Regions from separate parts of the Mus musculus genome. Here all the other regions are linked to region 3. Evidence: chromatin contacts called from public Micro-C and promoter capture Hi-C data. All regions are on one chromosome and are shown on one strand. Each heading gives the region's core, a stretch centred on a gene start, on an enhancer-like site or on the middle of the called end of the contact. The rest is flanking DNA. Distances are from core to core; before and after follow the strand shown. Region 1 holds the start of Lsp1 (lymphocyte specific 1). Region 2 holds the start of Igf2os (insulin-like growth factor 2, opposite strand). Region 3 holds the start of Ascl2 (achaete-scute family bHLH transcription factor 2).

Region 1 (3,710 bases), core at 902-3,401, 510 kb before region 3:
ACACACACACACACACACACACACACCACACACACCACACACACACACACACACACACACACACACACACACACACACACACGCATCTCTGCTGGTAGGGTCGAAATTTCTGTTTGGAAAATGTTAGCTGCTGTTAGATCAGAGGCCTGAAAATTAGGAAGTCAGTCCAACCTATAGGTGGCCAATGGCCTCTGCCTGCCTGTCCTTTAGCCATAAAAACCAACCAGCAGGCCAAAGGGAGGTCATATAGCAGTGTCTGGAATTCCCAGATAATTCTGCTGTGTATGTGCCAGGGCATGTGTATGGAGATCAGAGGACAACTTGTAGGAATTGGTTCTCTCCTTTCACCGTGTGGGTCCGATGGATTGAACTCAGATCATCAAGCTTGGTCTCAAACACCTTTGCCTCCTGAGCCATCTTGCCACCCTACGATTTACTTTTACAGGAAAGTCACTCCTGTGATATGACCTGGGTGTAAGACCCATCTCCTCTCAGGAGTCCTGCCTTCCACACTGCTACTCTTGGGGCTGACTTTATAAACACTTCAGCTTTGAGAGAACCAGACTGGGGTTTTCCCCTTGGGCAGAGCTGGCTCTGCAGGCTTGAAGGGTCTGTGCTATTAGGGTCTGAATTTCCATCTGAAAGATGTTAGCTGCTGGATTTGAGGTCCTGAAAACTATGAAACCAATCCAGTCTGTAGGTAGCCAATGGTCTCCACCTCTCCATCCCCCAGCCCTAAGGACAAACAGGCCACAGAAAGTTCATAGATTAGTGGCTGGAATGCACCGATAAGGTGCCTGGATGGCGAGGCCCTGTGACAGACATAGGAACCAGTGAAAACCTCTTAAGAGGTGTCAGGACAGAAGTGGCATAACTCTGTCACCTGCCAAATGCATTCCCAGCCACTTATCAACAGAGCACTTAGGAGGGTCCCAAGGAAGCAAAGTGCAAAAGGAGAGAGAGAGGAGGCTGAAGAAAAAGCAGGCAGGTGTCCTGCCCAGTCTGCTGAACAATACTCACTCTTCCTGTTGCCCCCTCCTCAGGACTGGGATAGAGTAAGCAAGGCTTTGCCTCCACTGGACCATGTGGATAAGAAAGGGCTCCCTGCAGTCAGGCAGGCTTGCAAACACAGGTCTACCTCTAGATGATACTCTACAGCTTCTACTAAGTTTCCCAACACCCTAAGGCTCTCTTGCCTTTCTGCACTTCTCCTGTAAGACCTCATAGTGAGATTTCCGAGGTCACTCATTGCCCAGTGCTGGGAAATAGGGCACTGGCTCCTTTCTTTCTATCTCTTGGGTCAGCAAGCTTCAAAGAGAGAGTCTCTACCATGTTGTGGCTGCCTCAACTTGGCCCAGTGACACTTTAGCCCAAGTCCCGGGACTTTGGGATCTGGCTATCACATTCCCCATCATTCCTTTATAGTCCCTTTGGTTCCCTCCCAAAAGCCTCAGTCCTTCCTCTGGTGCTGCCTCTCAGGAGAACCCATGACCCACCCCAGCATAGCTGGGAACATCAACCGACTCTTCGACTGGTTCCAAATGCCCAGAGCACAGAGGCAGGATTAGAGAGAGCTGATGGAGCAGGGAGACAAGAGCGTCCAGCAGCTAGGAATGGAGACAGATAGAGACAAGCTCTAGAACCACAGACTAGGGGAGCACCACATGTGGGACCCTGGACATGGCTGGGGAGCAAAGGCTAACTAAGAGTGTCCAAGGCCATGACCTTGAAGCATCAAGAACTAGTTCCACCATGTTCATTGAGCACACTTGGAAGCACAGAAGATTTCCATGCAAAGCAATTGAAAGCAGTCCACGGACACTAAAGGGACCATGAATTCTGGACATTGTGGGAGACATAGCTACTCTCAGGTCTATGGACCAGAGTTGCAAGGAGTAGCCTTACTCACCTCTACCCTCAGCCCTTTTCTGTCATTCCAGGAGGCTATAGCTTGCTTGCTCAACACTTCCTGATGAGTGGTTTGGGTTTAGTTGGTTTTTGGTTTTTTGTTTTTTTGTTTTGTTTTGTTTTGTTTTAACTCTTCTTCTGTTGCAGCAACATAGGAAAAAAAAAAAAAAAACCCAAGCCCCATAGGTTTCAAACCTCAACCTGCTACAGGAAGGAGGAAGTGAAACCTGGGGCGGGAAGGGTGGGGGGCTGAGGCTCTAGGCCACCGCCCATCTACAGAGAAACACCAGGAGCCATAACAAGTGCACCCACACCGAAGACACCAGGCCCATGGCGGAGGCTGCCATCGATCCCAGATGCGAGGAACAGGAAGAGCTCCATGCAGAAGACAGCGAAGGGTGAGTTCCACTATGGGCAGTTTGCTTTGTGCCAAGTGCTGAGTAGGCAGAATCTCAGATAGGACTTAGATAGCCTTCAGAAACCCTCTCTTACCAGAGAGGTGTGTATCTCCTCTATCTCCCTCTGCAGCTTGGCCTAACTGGGAAAGGCTATCTTCCTGGCTAGGGTTCATAGCCAGAATAGAGAAGATGGATGCTTGGTGTGGAAGGGACTGGGAGTGGCTGGATATGGCCTGAACAGCAGGAGAGAGCAGTAGCTGTGTTGGGAGAAACTAGGCCTAGGAATCCTGACCTCATGCACCTATAGGCTTGTCTGAGGGGTCTGGCCTGCCTTAAGATACTGAGAGGTGACCAGGCCTCAGGGGTTCCCAAAGCTGCTATGTGAGGATAGAGAAGGTCAATGGTGTCTTATGGACCAGGCACTGTTGTTAAGTACAGTGGGTATGGGAATGAACATTGGCAAAGGTAAAGGGGGCCACTGCCCTGCAACAGACAGGGCTGGGCAGAGGCCTTTAGGCTGTCAGCTGCTTAAGGGCATCTGCAATTTAAAGGGATGTGAAGGGTGTTCCCTGTCTTTCCTGTGTTGGGTCATAAGGTGGGGGTGGGGGTAATGAGAAGGGAAGCTGTTAGTGGGTAGACATGGAGACCAAGCCAGGCCATTGGTGCCTGCCCTGCCCTGTCCCAGGAACAGGTCTCAGAAGAGGGTGTCAGGTCTTGGGGACAGGTCAGAGGCTAGCAGCCTCATGGGAGCAGGATGTGGGGGCTGCGGTCCAGGTGTGTAAGAGGAAGGGGAAGAAAGAGGTAAAACATAAAATTGCTACCGGAGCTGCCAGGCTGCCAGGGAGAGTGTGACTCTTAGGGTTCAGCCACAGGCTCAAGGAGATAAGGCCCACCTTAGCAGGGGTTGCAGGGTCTCTGCAGTTCGCAAGCCGGACGCCAGATCTTGGGCAGGAACAGCAATTCCTCAATCCTTATCAATGATAATGGGAAGAAACCTCACTTTGAGGGGTGCATGTTGGGGGGTCTCCACACTATTGCTTTGCATTTGGACCCTGGTTAGAAAGTTGTCCAAGGAACCCTCAGGCTAGGAAAGGAGTCTGAGGCTAAGCAGAGACTGGCCTGGTCTGGGTCAGCACCCTTGTGCCAGCCTTGGGATTCCAGGGCCATGTTGTTCCCAGAAAGGCTCTATGAAGTCTGTCTCCTGGGAAGGGGGACATGCATCGTGACATCCCAAGAAGGGCTCCAAGGACACTCTGCCCAGGCTGGATGAGGACACAAGCTGCGGGGTGTGTGGAACAGGGTGATCAGTCAACAGCTGTGACCCTGTTCAGAAATGACTGCACGTCAGTGCCCCTGCCACCTTGTGCCCATAGAAGGGCAGCTTCAAGCAGCCAAGCCAGCCCC
Region 2 (3,505 bases), core at 300-2,799, 310 kb before region 3:
CCCCCTTCCCCAACACACAGTAAAGCACCAGGAAGTCTCCTGTGAGTTCAACTTACACACCCCCTCCCCAACAGCCCCCATACCCCCGCCCCTTCCCCCACTCCATGGCGCAAGGGGGAACAAAAGTTTGCTTAGGGAACGAGCCCCCAGCCCCCCACCCACCGCACCAGTCCCGCCATGCCCAAGCCGGGCTCTGCGCACCCCCCACTCCCAGGGCCCCTGAGAGCCCTTACCTGGAAGCCGGCGACGCTGCCGCCCATCTCCCTGCTGCGGGTATGCAAACCGAACAGCGGGCGAAGGCCCTTCTGCCGGGCACTCCTCTGCCAGCGCCGCTCTGCCCGAGTCGCAGAGGCCGAATGTGCGACGGGACAGAACGGGGAGATGGCTTTTTTGGTGGGGAGGGGGGCGTCTCTTCTGCTTCTTTAGGGTATCTTAGGGCTGGGGCGGGCCAGATATTGTACTTTCGGGGGGGAAAAGGTATCGGGAAATGAGGTCAGCTGTTGTATCAAGGATAGTTGGGGGGCAGAGATAGTGAGAGAGACAGAGTGAACGTGAAAGGGGGGGACCACAGAGAGGGAGAGAGGGAGAGAGGACAGCGAGAGGCGGGTAGGCTCACAGCGGGAGAGGACAGCACGGAGAGAAACAGAAAGCGTATAATTAATCCACTTGGGTAGGCGAAGGCAGAGGGCGGACGTGAGGGGGAGGGAGTCTGAGGCGAGGAGGAACGGGGAGGGGGCAGGAGGGGAGCTTAGGAAAGGTGGCGGGTAAGCGGGTGCGCGAGGGGGGGCGCACCCTAAGCAGAGGAGAGGATGCAACTTCGAAGGACCGAGGACGGTGTTGAGGGGGGAGGAATGGAGGCGTCACCCCGGCCACGGGCACCCAGCTCGGTTAGGGTCGACGGAGCCCTCAGCCGTCGTAAGCCCGGGCTTCTTGTGGGGGGGACAGGCGTGGCGGCGCCTCAGCTGCTCGGGACTGCAGCGAAAAGAGGGGAGCAGCCGGGCTGCGCACCGGGGAGGGCTGGGAGGGGAAGCGCGGGGGATGACAACGCCGGCGACCTGCAAGCCGGACTGCCTGCGGTGGGGACCGCCTCCTCTGGCGAAGCAGGAATGGGGTGTTGAGGTAGATAGAGGAGGAGGCGGTGGGGAGATCCGCAGGCCCGACGGAGCGCGGCCCCGCCGACGGCGCCCTGCACAGGAGTTAGCAGCAGCGAGGTGGCGGACGGCGTCGACGCGGGGCCGCCAGCCCGGATGGAGGCGCTGGCGGGCCGAGCGCGGGCGGGCGTGGGCCAGGAGGCGGGGGCGGCCGGAAGGGGGGGCCGGGGGCCGGCCTGGCCTCACGCAGCTCCGCCGGAGAGCAGGCGAACTCCGGGCGCCAACGCCCGGTTCTTATAGCCGCGCCACCCCGCGGCTCGGCGCCCGCTCGGGCCCCGCTGGCCTTACGCCCGCGCCAATGGGCGTCCGCAGGGCCCTCGCCCCGCCCCGGGACCGCCCCCGCAACTCGAGCCACGCGGGGAATGCGGGTCGGGGGCCCTGGGCACGGGGGTTGCCGGTGGGGGGGGGGAGTGGAGTGCCTGGTGGCAAAGATGGGGGGGGGCTGTGCGCCCCAACAGGCCCACTAAATCCTGGGTGTCTATCCCTAAAAATCGAGGTCCCATGTCATGTTTCCGGGGTGCCCTGTGCTTGTGCAACATGGGCGCGTGGTGCGAACCAACGTGCGTGGCACCCTAGGCCTCAGTGGTAGTGGCAGGACCTGTGCTCAGTTAGAGGGTTACAAGGTAGGCGCATCCCGGCCGACTGAGTTAAGGCGCAGGTAGCTGGGTAGAGGGTTCTCACAGGGACCTACTTGCTAAGCAGGGGACAGTCCCCTGGATCGGCTGGGGGGGGGGGGGGGAGCGCGCAGCCTCCACCTGCCTGAGCAGGCAGGGCGGGCTGTGAGGCACCTCGAATAGCAGCCAGATAGATCTTACTAAGCGCCCCTAACCTCTGCTTTGCCTGGGATCTCCTAGCAGCCTTTGGGGGGCCACCAGGTGCACCATGAAGGGAAGGCTGGCTTGGCCACGCCAAATCTGGGCCCCGCGTGGAGCCCCCGCACAATGTCTGCGCCCTTCAGCAGAAAAAGAAGCAGGGCGGGAAACGTAGCTCAAACCAGACCTGTAAACCAGAGCTCACTGAAGTGCTTCTAAGCGGCGCGCCTTTGGGACCCCACCCAGTATGAGCAGATAACAGTTCCCTGTCCTCAGCACTTTGAATTTGCTTAGTTGCAGGTTCGGCCCCAGGGGCCAATGCGATAATTCCGGGCTATTAAGAAACTCTCCCCGGGTGGTTTCAGATATAAGAAGCCATTGTGATTTTTACCAAGTCAAAATCACTTCTAAACCGGTGCACCTTGTTTCCCTCTCCCGACCTCCGCACCTCTAGGCCTCTAAAGGGCCACTACTGGCGGAAACCAGTGCACCCGGGGCTAACCTCCCGGCCCGACCATCAATCACCGCGCCCGCGCTCTACACTCGCTTCCCCAAGCCCTCGACCTGTAGGGTTGGAGGCTCCAAGCCGCCCGAGCGCTCTGCCCTTCCCGCTTCCTGGCCGCCCAGGCGCTTTCCCTACCACCGCGTTGTTTGCAGAGTGCACACAAAGTGGCGCGCGTTTCGGAGCGCCCAGCCCAAAGGAGCGCTGCCGCCGAGGGAGAAGCCAGCAGCCCGCTCCCGCGCTACTCCGCAGCAGCCCTGAGGACAAACTGCGAGGTAGCCGGTGCCCCGCAGTGGAAGAGCTGGGGCACGAGGGAGCGCGCCACGGGGAGCTCACCACAAGGCCGAAGGTCGGGTCCGCTGGCGCAGGAGGATCGGAGGAGAAGGGCGGGAGAGCGGATGAAGTGGGAGCTGCTGAAGTGGACGCTGCTGAAGGTGAGCGAGACCCCAAGGGCAGTCCCCAGTGAACCGGGGCAACGCCCAGTCCGTTGGAAGACCCGGGGACAATGCCCAAATTTGGGGGAAACTGGGGGCAATGCCCAGTCGTTTTCCTGGACACGGGAGCAACACTGCCCACGTCCTGGCCGCCGCGCAGTGTCCAGTGCGTGTTTGGGGCACACACACTTTTCCAAAATCTGTGCTGCCGCTGGGACACCGTAGGAGAAGTGACGAGGCCGATACCACTGTTATGCGCAGGACGGGAAGCTGCCGAAAGTGGCCAGCGGAAACAATGATCAAATTTCGGGGATCCCAAGTCAGACCCTTGTCTGATTTGCGGTCCTGGGAATGAGCGGCCCAAAGTAGGGGGACTCGAAGGCGACTCCATAAATGGGAAAACTGTGGCGAATGACTAAATTTGAGATTCCAGAAAAATTAGAATCCAAGTTGGGGAATGAGGAAAATTATTCTATGCAAAAATGGGGGGCATCTTGATCCAGGCCTAACGAGGGGAACCCAATATCTTGGTTAGAAAGCTTGGGGAACCCACAAAATCCTAGACTAATTTGTAGAAGTTAGGTGGTTTGTTGTTGCTGTTGGGTT
Region 3 (3,425 bases), core at 180-2,679:
AGTGTCAGGCCCGCCCACCACGTGTCTCCCTTACTGCTTCGCCTCCCCGCCGTCCTGGAACTTACCTTAGGGGGGTGGGATGCTCAGTAGCCCCCTAACCAACTGGAAAAGTCAAGCAGCTCCTGCTCCATCGGGCTTAGCTCTCCCTCGCAGCTGCTTTCCTCCGACGAGTAGGCGGAGCGCGGGGAGGTAGGCTCAGAGCAGCCCAGGCGGTCCGGGGACGGAGACGTAGAGGCGCAGGACAGAGACGCGCTGGCAGGGGAGGCAGAGGGCTGCGCGCACTCATCGGACGGCGGAGTAGCGGGTGTTAACAGCCCCCCAGCGAGCGCGGCACGCACCGCGTCGTGCTCTGCGAGCAGCCGCTGCAGCGCACGAATGTACTCTACCGCGGAGCGCAGCGTCTCCACCTTACTCAGCTTCTTGTTGGCGCCGCCGTGCGGCACGTGCTGCCGCAGCGCCTGGAAGCCCAAGTTTACCAGCTTTACGCGGTTGCGCTCGCGCTCATTGCGGCGTGCCACGGCAGCCGAGCTGCTGCTGGCCTCGGTTGCTCCAGATCGCCGCCGCCGGCTGCAGCGCAGCAATTCCGGAGACGCTTGTCTCCGCCGAGCAGCGCAGGCTCCAGCGACTCCAGACGAGGTGGGCATGAGTCTGGGCAGCGCGCCGCCGTCCATCAAGCTTGCATTCAGCCCCTGGGCCCCTGCTACGAGTTCTGGTGCGGCACAGGAAAAGTGCTCGCGAGGAACCGGGTGCGGTGGGAAGTGGACGTTTGCACCTTCACGGGCCTCAGGCAGGGCACTGCTGCAGGACTCCCTAGGGCACGCGTCGCTGGCCTCCTGCAGTCCTGGGACCCCGTACCAGTCAAGGTCTGAAAGAGTAGGGAAGCGTGGTACTCTCGTGTCCCGCGCGTGCTGTCAGGCGCTCCCCAAGTCTCCCTTTACGCGGCTCAAGCGGCTCCTTTTTTTTAAAAAGTATAGATAACTCTCCTCCGCCCGCCACCGCCTCCTTTCTCACGCCCTCCTTCCTTCGCCTCGCCCTCCCGCCACGCTTCACCCTCCCCTTGGCGTACACATTCTGCAAAGCTGACACCGTGCGCTTCCACCCCCACCCCTCCCGGGTGCAGTTCATGGCCTACTGACGTGCTTCCATGCTCCGGGCAGATGCTTAGCTTATTGCGTCCTCGAAAAATCCTCGAGTGCAGATCCCGAACTGCGCTCCGCAGGTCCCGCACACTCAGGGGCTGAGAGAGGGTCCGAGAGAGGGTCCGAATGTACTCTACAGGCACCTCCACCCGTCCTGGTGCTCAGCCCTTAAGCCCCAAGAGCTGCCAGGTCTCCGCACACCTAGCGCTTGCAGCCGGATGAAGAACCGGACCAAGCTTTGCGGTGACCAAGAGGTAGGAGGCAGAAGAGCGCGACCCCCTAGGGTAGCACGAGCCTCAAACCCGCACCCACGTCCCTCCCCCTGGCGGAGGAGGCGGGAGCCGGGGTCTCAGCCAATCTGGGATCGCCCGTTTGGCCAATGACAATTGGCGCGGTCCTATGCCGGGGCCAGAAGGAAGCGTACGCCTGGCGCGTGGCTCCAGAGATGGGGGAGTGTCTCGCACAAGGCTCCACGCCCACTCCGCCCCACCCTGCTCCTCCACCAGGACCCGGTGTCCACGCATTGCAGGAGCACACCTGTGCCCCTTGAGTGTGAGAAGGGCTTGAGGAGTGGTTCAGACCAGTAATGGGAAATTTCATGTTCCTGGGCACCTGTACCCATTTAGCCCCTCATGCACACCCCATGCCTCTGTGTTTTCAAGAATCCCCAGGACCGGTTGCCCTGACCTGAGAGAATACAATCAAGTCCACTCCTTTCTCACACTGTCACCCATCTGCACCTTACAGCCAGCTCTCCAAGTCTGGGTCTCTTTTCCTAATGGTGAATCTACCCAGACTAGTTTTTGTTCGGTTCCTGGACTTTTTGTTCAATAACACTTCTTCGGATTCCAGCAGACCTCTCAGTCCCATCCTTCCCCTGAGGCCGGTGGAGGGAAGGTTGAAGGGGAAGGGAAATGCACTGACCTTGTCAAAGTCTCAGTTTTGCCCCATTGTCCCAGAAGTGTGCTCTCAAGGCCGTAGCAAGCCCAATTTTTCCCTCAAAGGACTAGGTAGGTGCTTGGGAGCCAAGCAAGACCTATAGGGTTCAAGTGGTCTATCCTGTGGGTAGTAACCTGGAGTTACTTTCTTTGTAAATATCCGACTGGGGGAGGGCTACCAAAACCAGGCTTCTCTCTGCTTTCGCACTGCCTTGGAGCATGTACTGCCAGTGTGGGGCTGCCTGCAGGTTCCATGACTCTCCAGGATTCGTCAAGGCTGTATCATCCTAATCCAGCCTTTTGATAACCTTGCTGTGGGAAGTGGGCAGTGAGTCGAAATTTCCCGGGTGTCTGCTAAGAGCACTTGGATAAGTCTAGTCACTTCTCTGCTGTTTGGAGCAATCCAGTTGGTCTGGGGAGATTGTTAAGTAAAGCACTTGCTGTGCAAGTGTGAGGACCTGAGTTCAAATCCTCAGAACCCATAGAAACCCAAGATGCCAAGAAGAGAATTCCTTCAAACTTCCAGGCCAGCTAGCCCCAGGACTGCAATAATGAACAACAACGTCTATCTTAAACAGGCTGGAAGGGAAGGACCAACATCCAAGATATCCTCCAACCTCCATACACACTGCTGTGCTCATCCTTGCACACGCAAGCATGCACACATATACAGAAGAGATGGAAACAGTTTGTATCCTGGTGCCCTGAGGAGGTTTGATCTGCAAACCCTCACTGTACGGAGACCACTGCTGCCCTGTTTCCTCCCTGCCTTTCCCTAAGTTGTTTTTTGTACTTTTCCTCCATTTAGGGGTGGTGGTGGGAGAGTCTCCTGAAGCTTAGGTTAGCCCTTAATTCACTACATAGCTAAGGATGACTGTGAACTTCAGAACGTCTATCTTCTTCTTATATCTCCAGATAGATTATAGGCATGCACCGTCACACTCATTGTATGTGATGCTGGAGATGGAACCCAGGGCTTCATATATGATACATGCTAGACAATGTGGTGCATTCTAGGCAATCTAGCAACTTAGGTACATCACCGTGTGTCTGTGTGTGTGTCTGTGTGTGTGTGTGTGTGTGTGTGTGTGTGTGTGTGTGTGTGTAAAGACTCACGACTCTTTCAGGGGTCTCACCATATTTCCTTCCTCTCAGGCTGGTACATACCCTACTTCTATAAAGCCAGCATCTCATCCTACTCAGCACCTTTCCCACCTTGGCCCCTCCCCCATCCTGGCCCTCGTACTTTCTGCAAGCCCAACCTACCTTCCTCAGCTTAAAGGTGACAGTTCCCTAGGGATTGGCGTCTCCCTAGGTGTGCCCCTTCATTTCTTAACTTCACGTACCC

What was found. Promoter capture Hi-C pulls out the DNA fragments that hold promoters and counts their contacts. A called contact is a pair of places that touch in the nucleus more often than the background predicts.
Region 1: a contact with region 3 is called in a promoter capture Hi-C map of liver, with 5 times the contacts expected there. The contact joins the promoter of Lsp1 here to the promoter of Ascl2 in region 3. A contact is called at or near these places in 6 of 39 promoter capture datasets (cranial neural crest, hematopoietic stem and progenitor cells, hippocampal neurons and 2 more).
Region 2: a contact with region 3 is called in a Micro-C map of embryonic stem cells, with 3 times the contacts expected there. The contact joins the promoter of Igf2os here to the promoter of Ascl2 in region 3. A contact is called at or near these places in 7 of 39 promoter capture datasets (cranial neural crest, embryonic stem cells, liver and 2 more), 5 of 484 Hi-C or Micro-C datasets (all in embryonic stem cells) and 1 of 9 other capture datasets (pancreatic islet).

The regions. Positions count from the first base shown.
Region 1 is chr7:142,458,661-142,462,370 of GRCm38.p6, forward strand. It overlaps Lsp1 (lymphocyte specific 1), which reads left to right and starts at 2,152. Exons shown (of 11, transcript NM_001136071.2): 1 at 2,152-2,306. The coding sequence starts at 2,239.
Region 2 is chr7:142,658,131-142,661,635 of GRCm38.p6, forward strand. Igf2os (insulin-like growth factor 2, opposite strand) reads left to right here and starts at 1,550. Exons shown (of 4, transcript NR_002855.3): 1 at 1,550-2,899. It also overlaps a transcript of Igf2 not described here.
Region 3 is chr7:142,967,835-142,971,259 of GRCm38.p6, forward strand. It overlaps Ascl2 (achaete-scute family bHLH transcription factor 2), which reads right to left and starts at 1,430. Exons shown (of 3, transcript NM_008554.3): 1 at 1,137-1,430; 2 at 66-865. The coding sequence starts at 1,146. The coding sequence ends at 84.